2 separate regions of the Podarcis muralis genome follow, and region 1 is linked to region 2. The links are chromatin contacts, called in public Hi-C maps. All regions are on one chromosome and are shown on one strand. The core of a region is the stretch at or near the end of the contact, and the rest is flanking DNA. Distances in the headings are between cores, read along the strand shown. Region 1 holds the start of PARVA (parvin alpha). Region 2 holds the start of LOC144325949 (alpha-1,3-mannosyl-glycoprotein 4-beta-N-acetylglucosaminyltransferase C-like).

The links. Hi-C and Micro-C count contacts between places; a contact is called where the count stands out from the background.
Region 1: a contact with region 2 is called in a Hi-C map of tail, with 2.8 times the contacts expected there. The contact joins the promoter of PARVA here to the promoter of LOC144325949 in region 2. A contact is called at or near these places in 2 of 3 Hi-C or Micro-C datasets (blood and tail).

What each region holds. Positions count from the first base shown.
Region 1 is chr1:66,989,190-66,992,253 of rPodMur119.hap1.1, forward strand. PARVA (parvin alpha) reads right to left here and starts at 1,556. Exons shown (of 13, transcript XM_028731048.2): 1 at 1,217-1,556. The coding sequence starts at 1,352.
Region 2 is chr1:66,695,060-66,698,494 of rPodMur119.hap1.1, forward strand. LOC144325949 (alpha-1,3-mannosyl-glycoprotein 4-beta-N-acetylglucosaminyltransferase C-like) reads right to left here and starts at 1,569. Exons shown (of 4, transcript XM_077922822.1): 1 at 1,344-1,569; 2 at 496-728. The coding sequence starts at 660.

The DNA.
Region 1 (3,064 bases), core at 306-2,805, 290 kb after region 2:
CCCAAAAAAATGTGTTCCTGGTGGAAATGTTCTCCTGCCCATATCATTGAGTTCAAGGGACTCAGGTGTGCCTAATTATGCACAGGTCAGGTTTCCATGTGACAGCATTCAATTAACACTACTGCAGAGCTCACACGGGGAACTTGTGCAGCAGGAAGTGGTAGATGGAGGCACCAAAAATATAGCATCTCACAGCCATAGGAGATCAGAAACTGCATCAGGAGGGACACTGTGCCTCCGGTCCCAAGGTAGAAGCCAAGGCAGTGGATCTTGAAATTGAAGCATGCCCTGCATACTGTATGGAGTTGTGTGCAGCCTGTGTGTGTAGTTTTTTTTTGGGGGGGGGGTATTAAGAGGGCTTACAGCTCCCCTTGGGTGAACCTTGCCTATAAATAAATGAACGAGCTTAAGATGTGCCTCCTTCAGGTGTGAGCACCTGTCCAGAGAACAACTTGTATCTCAGAGCTTGACAACAAAGCACTGCATGTGTGTACCAGAAAGTGTGCCTAATTCACACTACACTTCCTCCAGCTCTAGCAGCCTCCCTGCGCTCCCAGCGAGAGCCGGTGTGTGCCCCGCTGTTGCCAGGAGCGCCTCCCTCCCCTCTTCACTTTAGGCAACTTGTAAAGATACTTAAAGCCTTGAATTCCCACTCTGGGAAGAAACTCCTTCCCAGCAGGCAGCGCAGCGCACAGAGCGCTTACAATAAGGCCTCAGAGCTCCAAGGCGTGCGAAAACAAGGCTCTGACTGGGAACCTCGCCAGCCCGCGCTGCTGACCCTGCGGGGTCTGCGAAGCCCCAGCTAGGAGCCCGTCGAAGGAGGCGGAGAGGCCGAAAACTGGCTGGGGAGGGCGGGGGGAGATTTCTCAACTGTGGGAGGACAACTTCCTGACAGAAACAAGGCTAGATAAACAGCTGAAGGAGCCCAGCCCGGCAGCGGCTGCTCCAGGCTACATTTTTCAAGCATGACGCTTTCCCCGAGGCGGCACACCCAGCCCGGCCACCCCCGTCCCTCCCTAGCCCGGCTCGGGCGCTTCTGGCTGAGGGCAAGCGCGGGGAGCCTTTGACTTTTTCCTCTCTCTCTCCCCCCCCCCGTCTCGCCTCCCTCTCTCCTCCATGCCCCTCCCTCTGCCTCATTAAAGGCGCCGCGCAGAAAAAGTGGGAAACCTTTGGCACACCAGCGCACACACTTCTCTCTCTGCCCCCCCCCCCTTACCTTCTTTCGCTTTTTTCCTCCTGGCCAAAGTGCCTCCGAGCTTGCCCAAAAAGGAGTCGTCTTTCTTCCGGGATGGGGGCGACTTGGGAGTGGGCGACTTGGGGGACGAGGGCGACTTCTGAGGGGAGGTGGCCATGGCGGAGGTGCTGCTGGGGGTCCCAGGGAAAGCGCGCCGGAGCCTCGCCGAGGAGGAGGAGGAGAGTCCCCGCTGGAGTCGCTCACAAGCGGCTGGTCCCTATTCCCAACGGAAGCGGAATTATTCCAAACATTTGAGGCTGTTCTTGCTCTCTCTTTCTCCCTCCTCCCTTCCTTCTTCCCTCCCTCTCTGCCTCTCTCCCTCCCGCGCGCACCCAGAGAAGGGTTTTCTCTGCCTCGCTCGCTCGCTCCTACCCACATGGGCTCAGAGCAGCGACTCGGCAGCTAGGACTCACCAGGCCAACGCCGCCCCACCTCAGGCCCTGCAATACTGTAATAATAACCTCTCTGGGACACAAGTTGCTCCTTCCATTAGTCTCGCACGCAAAACGTGGAAATAGCAGCCGTGCGCCTTTGGCATCCTAAGCAGGGTTACACTGGGAAACAGCCCCCCCCCCCGCCTCCTCTCGCGTTCTTATAATAGGGCTTCTCCGTTAATGGAAGGGTCTTGCATTCCAGGATTGCAGCCCCAATATTTCCTAGGGCAGACCTTCCAAGTGTCCCTATATTCCAGGGACGTCCCTGATTTAGAGACGCCGTCTTGGTTTATGATCTGATCCCGAAATGCTCCACTTCTCCTTAGGATGTCCCTATTTTCATTGGAGAAATGTTGGAGGGTGTGGAGTTATCCGACCCCTGAGACATCTGAAGGTAATCCTGTATAGGGAATGTTTTTTGAAATGTTTTATTATGTTTTTATATATGCCCTAATAAGATGTGTGGGGTCTAAATAGTAATATTTTCATTATGGAATGGGACTCCCTATTTTCATTGGATAAATGTTGGAGGGTATGAAAGGGATGGTTTTGGCCTGGACCTTCAAGTAAACAGGCATAGGAAGAGAGGCTTGTAGTGTAAATATATAGAAATAAAGGGATTCTAATGCAAAAGTCCTTCAACCTCATCAGAGCCAGGATCCCTTCTACCACAGTATTTCCTCAGCTTTCAGTCATGATATTTATGTGATTTTAATGTGCAGAGCAAAATCCTTGTTCTCCTTTCCTTTGCTTGAGCTGCTTTTCTGCAGTTGTCCCTGCAGATGGGTGCTTCCAGACTGGGCCTTATATCGCCTAAAAGTCAAACAGATCACATTTTCTGTGTTTGCATTTGGCATACCCATTCCTCCCGCCCCAATGGCTAATCATTGCTATTCCACTGGTGTCCACACCAATGGGCAGAAGATGATGGAATGTATCTGGAAATTGTATTCCCTGTCCTCCACTGTCTATGTTTTGGGCACAGGTACAGGTATTTCTGTACCTGTGTGTGCTCACTTTAAAAAATCCCAGAAAGTGTGCATGTGATTCTTGACAGGAGCATATATAGAAAACTTTTAATGGGACTTGAAGAACTAATTAGCTGTAATTCTTCAAAAAAAAGTTTCATACATTTTGTTTTACAGTAAACAAAAATTACATTTCAGATTGTAGTGCTTCATGCCTCAATAATAGTACAAAGTAGAACAACAGATCCCTGATGGATATAGAAGGTCCATTTACAGGACAGGGACATGGACAGTGTGTTTAAAACATAATTATTCATCGTATCTGAACATCAGAATGGCTAAATAGGCACACTGGGTGAGACAAAATTCCTTTTACTTCCAACCTCATGGTTCTCATTAAAATATTCACCTCATAATTACTCAAATTG
Region 2 (3,435 bases), core at 319-2,818:
CACTGTGGGAAAGACTTTCTTACCCATCTCCACATAATTCACCACTTCCACTGATGGAGCACTGAATATACTTTCAAGAAATTTCAATTCTCAGTCAAGAATATACAGTGGTACCTCAGGTTAAGAACTTAATTCGTTCCGGAGGTCTGTTCTTAACCTGAAACTGTTCTTAACCTGAGGTACCACTTTAGCTAATGGGGCCCCCTGCTGCTGCCGTGCTGCCGCCATGTGATTTCTGTTCTCATCCTGAAGCAAAGTTCTTAACCCAAGGTAATATCTTTGGGTTAGCAGAGTCTGTAACCTGAAGCGTCTGTAACCTGAAGCGTCTGTAACCCGAGGTACCACTGTACAGGGAAAGGTGCTTCCATAAGTATCCAGCCGAAGCTGTTCAGAGCTTTTTCCTCACTTCCTCTGGAGATGCATCATCGCATAAATGTTGTGTGAAGTGCATATAACCTCATGGGGAAATCCTACCGATAACTCTTTGTTGCCTACCTTTAATCCAGATTCTTCCCATTTGGGACATTTGCATGTCTCCTTGCTTTGTTTCCAAATGATAGCAGACAATACAATGGCGAGTCCTAAGAAAAAGCATAACCTAGAAAAGTTCCCCCAGTAGCAGGCTAGTGACTTCTTCAGGCTCCTGTGCACCATTGCCATTTCCCACCAAGGGCCTGTTTAAATGGAAACGGCCAGTCTTAATACTCTTGCTACGGCAAGAAAAGGTTCTGAAATGAAAATGAAAATTATGCTGTTTTAATAGATGCACTTTTTTTTTAAAGGTGTTCGTGCTGAGCAAATCTTTTAGAAGCAAAATGATACAAAATTCCTTTTTGTTAAATCCGGGTATACAGTGATATTATGATCACAAAAAAGCTAATCATTTAGAAACATTGCAAAATCAGCTTCTCCCTTGGTGTGGAGCGCAAGTCTGCTCAGGATTTTAGGCCAAATTTAGACCTTATGTAAGAACATTGCATTGGGGTTCCTGCAGATTGCTGGAAAGAATATCCACACTGGTTACAGAGGAGAAAAAAGAACTCCTGTCAACAGGTTTGCATAGAGATGTTGCTGAGTTCCTTAATCCCTTGCCTTGGAATATGAACCTCGGTGACTCACCCTGCTTACTTTAAATATAAGATGAGCATTAAAACCCTCTGAGCTCTTTTCTGGCTTGAGTTTTATGAAGACCAGAGAAGAACTGAAGTAGTCTCTACTAGCCAGCTATCCCCACGCATGCTGGTATCCAGCGCCTCTTCCCCCCACCCTGACTACAATTCCCCTTAATGTTTTGTATACAGTAAAGTGTGTTCGTCCTTTTAAGGAAACACAACAGGGCTTACTGAGTGACTCAGCTCACTAAGTACTTGTGCAGCAACGACTGTGCAGGGACAGAGAGGGTGTAAAACAATTGTTCTCCTCCTTATGAAGCTTTGGATCAGTGGCATCCTTCATGGTCTGGTCTGGTGGGGCCCAACTGTAATTCCTTCTCTCTCTTCCCAGAAGCCTCCAACTGCTACAGAACCTGTGAGCTGATCAATAGAACTAGAACCTTCTCCTACGATCCTCTCCCACCACTGCCTTTGGATGGGCTGGTGTACTTCAATACCACATGATAAGGTAGCTCATATGAATTTATCTATGACCTGTGTGAGATACCTGTTGTCCAAATATTTTCTCCATTCCAGTTGTTTTTTAAACAGGAACGTTATTTCCCTCACACACTTCTAGAACTCCTATTTCTGCAGTATCATGCAAAGCACGGGGCCTTCTATTGAGCTATGGACCTCCCCCCATACAGGGGTGAATAACTGCAGGTCCAGGGAACAAACACCAGCCCTTCAGAGTCTCCCCAGGCCACAGCTGACTCCGCAGGGCTCTGTCTCTGAGCTCTGGCAAAGACTCTTCCTTACCTGGATGGAGGTGTGTGTTTGTGGGAGAGAGAGAGAGAGAGAGAGCACCAATTGCTGTACAATGAAAAGAGTTTCATCTGTTCCTCTGCTCAATTTTGCCTCTAGTCCCACCTACCACTGGCAGGCAGCCTCAGAAGCAAATGTGTCTCTTGGTCTGAAAAAGGTTCCTCATTCCTGTCACAATATGCACATAAAAGTGAAGGCTGAAAGCTTACCTTCCAACGCTCTGCAGCCCAAACGTGGGAGACCATCTTCTGGGTCCGAAATCCCATGTGAATCGTGTGACCCATGTGAGATCAAGGACCCGGAAAAATGCTTTTTGATGGCACGGTGCCCAAAAGCATGCATTCTGGGGTGCCATGTGAAATCGCAGAGCCAGAAAAAATGTGGTGTTTTTTTCTGAGTGAAATCTTGGCCCCAAATCACATGAGAGCAACATGCCCTAAATGGCCGCCATGCTCTCACAGAAAAAAGAGATGTCCTGGTTTTTCCAGGGCAGTTGACAGGTATGTGAAAGTGCTTGTATTCAGCTGTTGGTGGGATTCAACTAAGGGGTTACAGGCATGGAACGAGGTTTGTTCGTAGATAAGCAAATGGACAGTTTCTTGGACATAAGAGCCACTCACCCACAGGGCCCCTAGCTCATCACGATTGGCTGCTGCTACCTTGTATGTGTACAGTATAGTCACTTCAGCCCCGATAGTGCATTCCATGTACACCTGCAGACACACGTACACTTGTAATCCTCAATATGTGAAGAGGAAACAGCACTTAAGCCTTACCAGTTGTATGTTGCCAGGTAAAGGACCTCTAAAAAGGACGACTACAGACCTGCCCTTTTCACTCACAGCACTCTCCCACAGCAAGTCTCCATCCCTGTAGCATGCAGACTGTGGACATAAGACCTGTTCCTGGAAACATTTTAAACATTTTTTTAAAAAGTTAATCTGTGTATGTCCATCAGCGCCAAAGGTCATTTGTGCTAACAAGTCTCCAGTGAGGCCTTTCCACTTCACCCAAATGCCAAGTCAGTAAATCAAGCCTAATAAGGATGTTTTGTGTTGCCCCTTCTGGTATCCGAAAAATAAGTGTGTGTGTGTGTGTGTGTGTGTAAGAGGACATCTCCAATTCCTCAGGTTCCAACTAAAGAGCTTGTAAGCAGTTGCCAGCCGATGACAGCTAATAAGCCAAACTCAGATGCTGAATGCACAGGTCTAGCCCAACACCCCTGCTGAGTCGACAATCTGGAATTTGGCTTCACTGCCTGTGGCTTTCAAGGATTTCGACAGATGCAGCACATCGATTTAATGTTTAAAAGGGACCCCTGCTGCGGCTTCCGCAGCTTGCTCTATTGCCTTGGGAGTTAGGCGGCAACATAACACACAATAGAAGTGATGCCACTCAGCAATTCTGTGCTTATAAACAACATTCAGTGTTTGGGAACCTGGGATTCCAGTCAAAAGGGCATCAAGATTTTTTGGCACTTTCATTCCTCCCATCTGCAACAGGAAGCCATTTCCCT